Linked DNA regions of Sus scrofa: all the other regions are linked to region 4. Evidence: chromatin contacts called from public Hi-C and targeted proximity ligation data. All regions are on one chromosome and are shown on one strand. The core of a region is the stretch at or near the end of the contact, and the rest is flanking DNA. Distances in the headings are between cores, read along the strand shown.

Evidence for each region. A called contact is a pair of places that touch in the nucleus more often than the background predicts.
Region 1: a contact with region 4 is called in a targeted proximity ligation map of alveolar macrophages. A contact is called at or near these places in 1 of 47 Hi-C or Micro-C datasets (heart right ventricle) and 1 of 2 datasets of targeted methods (alveolar macrophages).
Region 2: a targeted proximity ligation map of alveolar macrophages shows a contact between it and region 4. A contact is called at or near these places in 2 of 5 promoter capture datasets (fetal liver and liver), 4 of 47 Hi-C or Micro-C datasets (embryonic fibroblasts, epiblast stem cells and heart right ventricle) and 2 of 2 datasets of targeted methods (alveolar macrophages and skeletal muscle).
Region 3: a Hi-C map of skeletal muscle shows a contact between it and region 4, with 5 times the contacts expected there. A contact is called at or near these places in 1 of 47 Hi-C or Micro-C datasets (skeletal muscle) and 1 of 2 datasets of targeted methods (skeletal muscle).

Annotation. Positions count from the first base shown.
Region 1 is chr4:22,929,891-22,933,076 of Sscrofa11.1, reverse strand. All of the region lies in intron 1 of TRPS1 (zinc finger transcription factor Trps1), which reads right to left. Among named protein-coding and RNA genes, the nearest start is that of TRPS1, 26 kb to the right of the region's middle.
Region 2 is chr4:22,903,952-22,906,949 of Sscrofa11.1, reverse strand. TRPS1 (zinc finger transcription factor Trps1) reads right to left here and starts at 1,323. Exons shown (of 6, transcript XM_021088993.1): 1 at 1,183-1,323. The coding sequence starts at 1,222.
Region 3 is chr4:23,119,135-23,122,309 of Sscrofa11.1, reverse strand. All of the region lies in intron 4 of TRPS1 (zinc finger transcription factor Trps1), which reads right to left. Among named protein-coding and RNA genes, the nearest start is that of TRPS1, 220 kb to the right of the region's middle.
Region 4 is chr4:22,230,204-22,233,175 of Sscrofa11.1, reverse strand. It overlaps LOC106509989 (a long non-coding RNA gene), which reads right to left. Exons shown (of 10, transcript XR_002343142.1): 8 at 1,469-2,972; 9 at 243-344. Among named protein-coding and RNA genes, the nearest start is that of EIF3H, 280 kb to the right of the region's middle.

The DNA.
Region 1 (3,186 bases), core at 22-2,521, 700 kb before region 4:
CAACCTAAACACTCTCCCTACAGAACTCAATATTAGAAGTTAATCTGTTACAAGTTAAAAAGAAGGATCTAAATTTCCTTTTTTAAAAAAAATAATTAATATTAGCTAAGGCATCAATATATTAAGCCAATCATCTACAAGTTAAAATGGTCCCCTCAGTCCAGCTATAGGTCAACTATTTTCTTCATGTCAGGCAGACTGGACAATTCCAGGCAAAAATGAAGCAAGTGGATATAATTATACAAATCAATAAAGTGCAATCCTTACTAAATCTCTCTTGCACTAGGGAATTTAAGACCAGGTCTACTAAAAGTACTGATGAGGCATGATATGGCCTTAATAATATGGGCTTCCAGAAAAGGAACTTAATAGAGAGGATATAAAAAGCATGGCCCTAAAAAGAATTAATTTAAAAATAAACTTGATAATGTGGCAAAGGATAAAATTTAATAGGGATCCATGTAGAGCAACTGTCTCCAAATTTGTAATTTAAGAAAAATACAAAGGCCTCAAACTCCTAGAACACAAAAATAAAATAGAAGCCTCCACCACTCCAAAAAGGCTCATGAAGACTATTAAATGAGAACCTAAACTGTGATTTGGTGCCTACGAATTTCTTGGGTCTATTTTACTCACAGCCTTCTGATGGAGAATACAGGAGATCCAACCCCCCAACTGCTCGAGAAGGTCTGTAAGTACACATATTTCAAAGTATCAGCAACAGGACTGAAGCACCTCCTTGAAAACTAGTATGAGAAAGTATGTTACTAATTGAAAGGCTAATAATACTTTTTCTTTTAATTAATGAAAAAGGAGAACTTCAGTTATCTCCACCGGCGACCTTCTCTCCTTGTCGACTGCATGGGCACGCTGATCACAGGTGAGGCAGAAGATTTCAAGACTGAGGGTTTGAAAACCCGTCCTGGGATCGGCGGGCAGGAGGAAAGGAAACGGGCGCGTCAAATCCAAGAGGGGTAGCCGCAAGCAAAGGAGGCAGCCAGGGGGAAGCCGAGAGGGGGGAAGAGAGTTCGAGGAGAGAGGGAAACTCGTTGGGAAGTAGGGAGATGGCAGGGAGGTGGGAGAGCAGGCGAGGGGTGGGGATCCGGGGAAGCCGGGCGGGCTGGACGCGGGCGCCAGGCAGGCAGGGCGCAGGGAGGGCGATGGGGAGGCGGCGCGGCCGGGAGCTCGGCGCGCACCGGGCAGCCGGGCGAGGAAGCGGGCGGCGAGCGCGGCTGCTTCCGCAGGACTTCCTGCAACAACACGCCCACAGCTCGGCGGGGGCACGCGTGGCGCTGCTGCAGGCCCCGGGACTCAGGCGACAGCGAGCGCCCCCAACACACACAAAGCTCCGGTCTCCGCAGCTTCAAAGTCAGGGCCCCAGACAGCAAGCAGCCTCCTTCCCCGACAGCAGCAACTCAGGCTAGCTTCTTGAGAAACCCTTAAAAGAAAATGGAATCCTATTTCTGTTCCCGATCTGCGCCGGTTCTGATTTTTTAGTCCTCCTTCAAAAAAAAAAAGAGGCAATTTTACTCTTGGCTTTTAGTGCTGGGACTATACTAACCACCAAAACACAGGGGGGCTTGAAAGCTCATTCATAAAATAGAAATTACTTTTTTTATTAATCCAACAGAGACAAATCGGCTAATATTTAGATGAGGAAGGGTTCTATTTGTGTGTATGTTTCACCCAAACCAACCTTTCCTTTTTGTGTCTGTAACACAGAAGCCAAGTCAGAAAGCCAGGCTGTCAAGACCCCATTTGGAGCAGGGGCGGTTACCCAGGAGTGCAAATAATTTAAGAAACACAAAGCCCAGAGGATTACCAGGACAGCACCACAGCTCCACGTCATTCAACAACTTCCCCTTACAAGAGTTTGCTGATCACAGCCTTTTCACTGTAATGGAGCCAAAGAAGAGGCAGTTACTTAGACTAATACAGATTTTTTTTTTAAACAGGAGATTGCAGCTATCTCTGTAGACATGTTGCATGTGAATTATGATAAAAACCAGACTTTAAAATGTCTTATAGATGGCTTTTCTCTCCCCCACAATGAACAAAGGTAGATTAGGGCTTAAGAAAGCCGAAAGGAACAGTACTAATACGACAGTCACCTAGTGTGTGGAACCCCCAGAACATAACAGCATCTCAAAATCCTGCTCACCCCAAAGCAAAATTGCTGACCAAATGTGAGCACTCTCAGCCAGACTGCCTGGGTTCAAATTCTGAAGCCGTGACCGCTCCTTGTTGAAGCTAGAGCAGTTGATTCAACTTCCCTGAGAAATGGGGATGACAAGCCACTCAAGCAGAGTGCTCAACAATTGTGACCCATTATCATCATCTGGAAGTGGCCCCTAATGGAAAACTAACCTGTCGGGAAAACGAACCTGTCCCCTGCAAAACTAGCTCACCTGTGGCCGGTGGTGGCTATCATTTCTTTTCTAGTGATCAGTGCTCGCCAGGCATCCACCAAATCAGCTGTTGCTACAGGTCACTCGCTCATTTCCACGTGAACTGTAAACAGTGGCCAGCCTCTGGACAAAGTTTGCATGCCCTCTGCTCCCTGATTTTCACAAGTGAAAACACAACAACCAACCCATTTAGTCGTGTCCCCTTCCCATCATTAAAGGGCAGCACGCGGCTTTAGCAGACAGGAAACTGGCCCAGTGCACATGCCGTCCAGCTGGCAAATAGAGGCATCTTCAACAAAGTCCACTCCTCCTACATACAGTCTGATAAGGAACATTTTAATGGAGCCAAAACATACATTTCCTTCCTCTATTTCTGTATTTAGCAGACACGAGAGCTGGATAGTCATGTCAGGGATTATGAAACTGCAATAAAGAGATTTCTAAGCCACCAAGACTACCAGAACAGCAGACTAAGTTTCGCCTACTCACTTTCAACCGAAAGTATGCACCCCTTCGGTGGTGGAAAAGTACAGAAGATTTAAAAGCCCCTACTCATTAACTAGAATGTACTCTACAATGCAATGTTTTCTCCTGTCACTTACATAGTTTGTAAATTTCAGGCAGATATTATTTTTAAAACCCCAGCTCTCCCCTCCAAAAGATTTTCAAAGTTGCTAAAAGACATAAGATGACATCAGAAAAGTATGTTTGAAAGATGCAATTAGCTAAGGTTTCTAGGAAGCTTTGGAATGTTTTGTTATAAGGAAGAAATAGATAA
Region 2 (2,998 bases), core at 74-2,573, 670 kb before region 4:
CCCCTGCAGTATCAAGCAAATGCCTAGTTAAACAGATGGGCCTCGCAGCCCACCCTTAAAAGCCAACAAACATGGGCTTTATTTAATTAAAAGAGGAAACAAATTTCTGAGGTGTAGACACACACATAGCACACATGCATGCACACGAACATACATACAAAATCCCTGCCTGGGTGCCAAAGAATAATAACAATTCTTGCTTTTTCATTAGGTTTTTTGAATGTCCAACTCTTACACTACCCACTAGATTAGAAGCAGAATTAGAGGGGAGCGCTCAGCACTGGGTATCCAAACCAAACCCCTCTGGGACATAGCTGGACTCACTTCCCCTTCTCTCACATCAGAGACAGCACTTCCTACCTCAATTAACCCCGATTCACCATCTGACCCTGAAAAGTAGACGTTTTCCAATTTTCTCCATATTTCTAACTTCTGCTCTATGATCTTCTGCTGCAATACTGTCCCATCCCATTCACTTTCCCAGTTTGGGGCAATTAACCTCTCAGTTGTATGTAAACAAGTCCAACACCCAATTGTGCCTAAATTTCAGACTGAACTATTCCAGTGGAAATTCAAACTTGTGAAGCTGAATGATATGATACATGTCAAATAGCACAATTTAGGAAAAGGAGGCTATACAGACAGACAGCATGGAAGGAGGAAGGAAAGAGACAAACCCTATCTCTGTTCTAGGCATGAGTCATCCGGACCAGAAACCTCAGACATTTGACATCTTTGGCAATACCCTCCCCACAGGCCCCACATCCAATCAGTCACCTAGTCTTCCCATTGTTCCTTTCTAAAGGCTTTTGTACCTCTTACTGCCTTTCTTTCCACCCACGTGAACTCTTCCCAAATTAAGAAGTCATCATCTCTCATTGAGCTCTTCCTCCTTCCTCTCTCTCCCTCTCATCATTATTACACAGAGCTACCAGATCTGACCATCTCTCTTCTGCATTTTTTTATTCCTCAGGACAAAAATCCCGTGACCCCAGCTCCCAAAAGAATAACACCAAAGGGCCGAGGTGTCAAGTCCTCCCATATCCTAGTCCCAAACACCTTTCTGGCCTCACTCCTCCCTCCATTCTTCCACACCCCCCTGACCCCCTGATTGCACCATTCCCCCAATCCAGCTGACATTTCAAATGCCTTGTTTTATACTTACTGCCACCTTCTACTTACTTGGAAGGCTTCGAAGGGTCCTTTCATGCCAGCTCTCCATGCTGAAAATCCTCTCTTCTTGGGAGATCAAACTCAGATTCTGCCTTTTGCGTGAAGCCTTCCCAAATTCCACATCAGAATCGGCAAAGCAGGAAGTAAGCTTCTATGGGAGTTGCTTCTCTTTCTAGGTAGTGTTTCGTCACAGTGATTTACACAATATTGACCTAACAACCTTCTCTACTAAACTGTAAGATTCTTGAGGGCAGAAGACCATCAAGCCATGGGTACTCAGTAACATCTGTTAAATTGAATTTGGAGGTTGGAACAAGCTCTTGACGTTTTACTTAGAAACACACTACAGAGTGCAAGTTTCAAATGCTCCATGTGGCCTTTTCTTCCTTTCTTTCTGTTCCTTTTTTTTCCTTTAATGCATATGGGCTGATGCATCATGTGCCAATTGAAGCTTCTGGGTGGTCTTCATCTCAGCAGCATATTTTTGGCAGGGTATCAGAGAAGACGCTTGTCCCCCTCAGAAATATTGTCCTCATTATCGTTAAGTTTGGGTTCATAATTCCATGTTGCTCTAAAAATAGTGAATTAAGTGATCTTTAACTAAATCTGAGGCATTAAAATGTGGCAGTATAGAAAAGAGCCTAGAAGCTGAACATTTTTAGATGGGAAGGGATTTTTAGTCGTTGTAGAAGCCAAAGGTGTACCTTAGGAAAGGTAGAGCAGTGAGGTAGAGATAAAATAATCTCTTTAAAAACTAGTGGCGTCTGTTCTCTTTAATGTTTAACATAAAATTATTGAATCATTTTAGCATATGCCAGTCTACTGATAGCTATTAATTTTTGCAGGTATTAAATTATCAGGCTTTTATGTGATATTTGATTGAGGCTATAGATACAAACATCCAGGTTCCCACAGGCATTGCATCTCACAAGGTCCTGTGAATCCCATGGAAGTGTGTGTATGTGAGCATGTGTGTGTCCATGTGCATCTGGTGAGTGTGTGACCATCTGGTAATGAAAATTGCTGTTTAGTTAATATTCCATCTTAGTGTTCACACATTTGATTCATCCTTTGTGTATCTCAACAATTTGAACGGCCTGGTGGTCAGACATCCACAGAGACACGGCCAGATGATCCAATGAGAAGTATTAGTTAGTGTTTTGATTCTAAACTTTGTGCATCAGTACTTGGACAGTGCTCAGAAGTCACAGCAGCCACCTTTCTCTGCTATAAGAGGAGGACCACTTTATCAGCTGAGGTCCCTTGCCGTCTGGTTTCAGGGAATAGAAGGATAGACAGTCAGGGTACTTATTCCCTTGACTCCCCGCTGTCTAGCTGCCTGTCTGCCATGGCTACATTTTCTCGAGGCTCCAGTAATAGGTTTTCCCACTCAGACCCCTTGTGATGTTAGGCCCAGGGGAGGCTGCTTCTGATGGTTTTTAGGCCCTAAATGTTTCACCATTTCTTTTGGGGTCTATAAACTCTGCCCATGACTTTGAAAATGATCCTTTATGAAAACACTTTTCTAATTTTTCTCTGAGTGTGCCTTATCTTATCTTCTGGGCCTCTGATTTTTTTTTAAAAAAAGGGCTTATGATAAAATCACCTTTCTACCTTAGGGTCTAGCAAGTCCTTAGAATTCAATGAATTCTAATTTAATAAAGTTAAACAAATAGATGTTGAGTAACTGTCACGTGCCAGACACTGTGTTAGGTATTGGTACCAAGTAAATGAGCCGACAGGCCCCTCACCTTATGGATTTTATGGTCTAATTAAGTACTTCTTAGACTAGCTTTGGGTGCTTCTTAAAAGTACAAATGGAGAG
Region 3 (3,175 bases), core at 635-3,134, 890 kb before region 4:
GAGAGGCCAAAGGAATATGTGATTTAAAAAAAAATCCAGACACACACACAGACACAGACACACACACACAATACCGGGAGAGGAAAAAAATGAGAAATCTCTTGTGTGAGGAAAACAAAACAGAGTCTATAGGAATGTAATGAACTATATCCACAAGTATATCTTGTTCCGAGAGCCCCTAGAATGGGTGTAATGGAGAATTCTGAGAATTATGATTCTGGAGTTTTCTTACAAAAATCTGATTATAAATTTAGTGAGTTATTTCCGAAACCCATTTCTCGCACCCACCTATACAGCCTGGGAAACATCTGTTCTGATCGTGATGTGGAGCCAGAAACTGAATCCCAAACCCAACGTGATTAGATGATCGGTGTTCAGCCCCCTTGTATGTCCGCAGGAGCTGCTCTGAATGGCACAGGCCTCGCCCGACCATCTTAACTGCTTTGAACATGCTTTTCATTCTTCACGCTATTTAACTTTCACATGCTTCACATTCCATTTCCAAAAATTAGATAATACAATTAAGCGTCAATGATTCTGTGAGGACCGCATCAATGAAATCACTAGCTAAGGCTCTGACTCTTTCAAAAACCCCTTTTCAACCTTGAACTTGAAGTGAATAGTACCCATGTTTCTTTTTCCTACCTTTCCATTTTAAAAGTTTAGACTCTGGTGGCCTGGAAGATCTGTGTCAGGAACTTTTTGCTTCTCCAGCATTATGGACTGTAACTCACATGTCACCCAAGCGTCCCTGAACACCCACTGCCCATGAAAACACAGAGCAGTGAGAAGTGGTCGTGCTCACATGGGCCTCATTCTTGCCTCCCCTTCAATAAAAACAAATTAACAGCAGAGCTTTGGGACAGTTTTTTAGCATTCGCACCTTACAAAAATTTCATAGATCCATAACACATCCTTTTGGGACCATAGCAAGACATGTATTCAAAACCATTACCGAAATCCAACAAACAACAAAGACAGCCATCAGAACTCGGAGGGCACATTACAGATGAAATTTTTCCCTCTCCTCCAAAGTGTGGAGTGTCTGAACATCGAGGACGATCAGCAACCCAGCAAATACCTCCTCTTTCTTGCCTTTTCTTTCTCATATATTTTAATTTTATTTACTAGGAGTACATGATGTAATATAATTATGGAAGGAAGTTAAAAACTGCATATTGCTGTTAATTGATATATTTATAAGTGCAGAGCTCTATTTAGGTGAGTGATGCTCTCCAGGTAAACCTTTATTATGCCGTTAATTCACCAGCTGATCCAAACCACTTCTGAAGAGCATAAAATCCAAATCTGGTCACCTGTACCCTTAAACATATTCTTGTTTTCCTATTTCATTTCTCATTCATTCAAAGTTCATTTTTAAAAAATTTGTGCATTCGATGGACCAGACATTGTGCTAAGTATGTCATCTTGCATTTTAAGTGACTAACGGGGATAAAAGGAAAAAAGTGACCTATCTCATGCACGGATACCATATGTCAAACAAGAATGGGGCTGATGAACACATGAAAGAAACAGACAGCGAAAAATGCAACCACTTTCGCCAATAAACACTAGATCATTGAAGGGAAGTCCCTCCAGAGTTACTGCTTCCTGATTGATGTAATCCTAACCACAGCCTGTGGTCCAAAAATGGCCAATCAATCATGTATACATTACAGGAAAAATTGGGTTAACATGTCTTCATGCTGGTGCTTCAACGATGTTCTGTGCAACCCTGGCATAAGATACCCTTTGCAGAAAAATCAGCCGGGTGGCGTAGCGTTCGTTTGTTTGCACCTCACCATTTTGTTATGATGTATAGGCAACGAGCCTCATGTGGCCTTCCTAATCTGAAAATGAGCCAAGAGAAAGAACGTGCTCAGAAGTGTTGAAAGAAAGGCCCATTCTGTGCCCAGGGAACTGCATCTAATACAGGAAATGAACACAAGTTTGCTGTAAGCTGTCCAGCTTCTGAATCAGCTGTTCCCCGCTCAGCATCCTCCCCCCCACCCCCACCTCTAAAACCAAGAGCTAAAAGCCAATATTAAAGTTTTGAAAAATGTGTTTTCCCCCTCTCCTCCCGTGTTCTCTCAAAGCTGTGTAAATCTAACTTGAATGGTAAGCGGCTTTATTTTAACAAGTGTGAGTTATCAGAGTTCGCATATCAAATTAAACCCAATGAATTCTGGACTTGTTTTAAATTTCAAGCCAGAGGCCCTCACTCCCTGCATTTCACTTGGCGGCGGGCCAGACTTCGTAATAAAGTGCTAAGCAGAAGACAGGAAATACTAGAGAAGTCGAACAATGTTATGACAATGTTTATAACTTTTACAGTCAGGCCTGGGCGCACATCTGTACAACATCAGACTCTGGTCAGACCCGCAGAGAGGAAACCATTCCTTAGCTGGCAGCGTTGTGCTCCAGCCAGATGTTATCACTTTACTGGTATCTTTGCACCAAACAAACAAAAAAATATATATTATATATTTACATTTCTGAAAAGGAAATGGGGGGGTCTCTTGTTTAGAAGAAATGGTACCTTAAATGAATTCTGTCCCATAAGCGATTTATTCTGATAGATCTCAGACAATGGCATCTTTCCCTTTGATGTGATAACATGCAAACTGCCTTTTTCTGTAGGGGGTCGGGGGGGGGGAAGCTGCATTTGATGCCACAGACTGAAATACAAAAGAAACTTCCAAGGACCATGGCCCTGGCAATGCTTAGAGAAGGCTCAGATGCCTATACAATTAGGCAGTCACCTGACAAACATTTCTATAAATCAGACATTAGTGGCATTTCCTTGAGCACAGAGGTTGCATAAGAATTTATCATTTTAGTTGAAACTGAAGAAACTAATGTCTCTTTTACCTAAATCATTTTCAAGAGCCTGACATATAAAATGTCGCATCTCTATTAATAATGCTCTAGATATATCAGCACAGAAATAGATTTTTAACAAACCTAGGCTAACAGAAATGAAACAAACAAACCTTAAAAAGCTCAGGGGCTATTTAGAAAATAGGATCAGCCATCATAGAATTTCCAATATCCTCCATCCCCAATTTCTGACCCTAAAGTATGAAGTCACACCAATTCAGTGTTACCTGGCAAAACAAAACCGGAATCAATCAAATAAAAATGTCCTCCATGATTTCAGATCTGTTTCTTAATT
Region 4 (2,972 bases), core at 241-2,740:
GGGAATCATATGGCATCTAGCATTGCCAAGGACTCAAATCCTTTTGTTCCAAAAGGCAAAAATTTAAAAACGCTAATAAAATAAAAGATCCAAACAGAAAGTTGTGCTCCCGCTAAGCTCACAAATACATGCTTTTTCCCCCCATAAATAGAACAAACAGATGCAATCTGCAAGCCCCACAGCACATCTGCGCAGATAAGCAGCAGCACTGGGGTGTCCTGGGAAAGAACTGCTTTGCATACTTGCCCACGTGTGCACAGGCTCACACGTTCTTTCCAGAGAGCCATCCTTCAGAGAACTGGGCTTGTGGTCTTGGATATATTCTTCCAGTTCACCTTCAGTCCCTGTGTTTGAAAAATACATTTTTTAAGACGTTTTCAAGAAAGTGTTGCTTGCTGGAGGGCTTCTTCCCTCCTTGCCACCCTCCCTTCCTCAACCTCTCACATTTGAGTGTTGTCAAGTTATCATGTGTTGACTAATCAAAACAACGGGAATATGAGAAATGACTACAAGCTCTATGCCAAGTATGAAAATTGCCTGAAGGAGGTGGTGGCACCAGCCAATCAAAGACTCAACTTTCTTTCTGAGAAAATAGGACTTTGATTTACTTACAGTATTTTCTCCTAAGGATCTCAAAGTCTTTTTTTTTTTTTTTTAAGTATTTAAGAGATTACCTGGTAAGGAGTTTTCTTAAGCCAGGCAGACAAACTAAGGCATGTGGCCCCCTTTGTTAAAACAAGGCAGTAGCTGAAATCAATTGAAAGTGATTTCTGTATTCCCACAGGAGACAATGCTATGAAAAGAGGTGGGAATGGGAATGATTTGCTCTGGGAGCCCTGGCCACAGAGCCTTTTAATCTAATTTGCATATGAGACCCAGGAGTTCCTGGAATTACACTCCCATGTGGCCCCTATACGCCCACCCCTGTTTCCACCACGGACTATGTGGTGCTTTTTATGGTAACTGAACATTAAGCTTAATAAAAGCAGCAAAGTTCAGCTAAATCGCTTAGAAAACCAGGCATATGAATACACCATGGTAAAATGGTGACATCTGCAAGAGCCTTCGGTAGTTACTGACACAAACAAGGGAATACTGTATCTACTAGCAGTTAAGCCAAAAAAAGAAAAGAAGTTAATGTTTCCTACTCAATATATTTTCTTCATTCAAACTTCAGACAACCTCACCCTACCACACCCAGCTACTTGTGACTGGTTCCAAAGAGTGACACCAGCTGATGAAAGATGACATTCTTGCAACTCTTTCCCTCCAAAGACTTATAGTGAGACTTCTCCAGTAGACTATACACTGCATCATCTGTGTTCATAGTTCTGTCCCTGGAGAGACAAGCTCCAAGGCGAAATCACCCTTCCGAGGCTGCTCCCCGATCAAACCTTGGGAAGTGAAACCAGGGCCATACAGATCAGCTCGGACTGCTGGCTCCCCCTTCGGAAGCTGAGTCACTGACCTGGCCAGTTCGCTTCATTGCTTGGAAAGTGGTCAGACTGAACAGGACATGTAGTGATTAGTAATTCAGACGGGTCTCAGAGCTTCATGTTTTTCACTGTCAGGCGCCAACTGCAGCCTTTTTTCTTGGAGTCAACAGGAAGTGAGAAGAGCAAGCCAAATCTGACACCACTTGACGTAACCAGCAATGGACTTCAGCCCTCTTTTCTCCACCCAATAACACAGAGATTTTGAAAGTGAGTCCCTCTAGTTAAACACATAAACCTAATACTGGGGGTAGAATAAGGAATTAAGCATTGAAGAAAACCTATTTTGACAACTCAAACTTAACCCTTTTTTCTTTGCTGGGTTTCATTTAATAAAAAAGTAAATTAAAAAAAAGTTAAATCTCGGGTATAGATCTGAAAATGATAAGAATAAAGAAATCATATTTATTAAATTAAGCTACTTCTCATACTAATTAGAAAAGGATTGTCACTGAGGCAGACAGAACATCAACTTTCCTGATGAATTTTTTTTTCATCATGATGCATTTGTGAAATATCCTAAACTGGGCAGAGTAAGACATGGCCACGTAGTCAAACGTGAAACAAATAGATTTTTATGAAACATTTCCCATTTCTGGTTACAATTACTGTTGAGATGATTGATTCATGTCCAGCTATTTCCAGCTACATTTGTGGTACTGGCAATGAGATTTAAAATTTGATCATTTTACATGGACTGTTTGGTGAAGGAAAGGAATAGGTCTATGTCTTTGCACTTACCCCTGTTTTTCTCTATTTTCTGTCTTCCCTCTCCAAGCCATCCCATTCCTAGTCCCCAGATTACTTTTCCTAAAATATCACTGCTGTGCATTTATTCACTCGAAGCTGGTTGAAACCTGACCACATGTCAGTGGTCACTTAGCTAAACACAGACAAGAAAAGGTAAACATGATGGTTTCACCCTTGGAAAATTTAGAACCAGCGATACTTCTCTAGTCAAAGTCTTCTGAATTTTCCCAGGACTATGAGATCCAGTTCAAACTTCAACCTGGTGGACCCGAATTCCCACATTCAGCCCTTACCAAAATTGTCTTCTCGCCAAGTGCCCACGGTCAAGCCCAAACGTCTGCCTCTCCATCTCATTGTCTAAAATGACCCTTCCTTTGCATGTCCAAATTTCCTCAGAACCTGTAACTCACCTTTCACAAGTCCACGTCAAATCACCCAGCCTTTCCCTTCTCCTAAATTCCAAAAGCCCAGATTATCAATTTTCAGTTTGACACTACCCCACATACACTATTCCAACCATAATTTAACTCTAAATACATACATACATACATAAGAATATACCTATATACATATCTGTATATTAAGGAATTAAAGGACTTGGGAAATTCATTCTATAATGAAACCTGGGGCAAATGCTCCATTGGTGTAAAGAGGCTGGGATTATTATTTCACAAAAAGGGGGAGGCTGTCCAAGCCATGTTTTTTAGAAGGGATACAAACTTCTCGTGT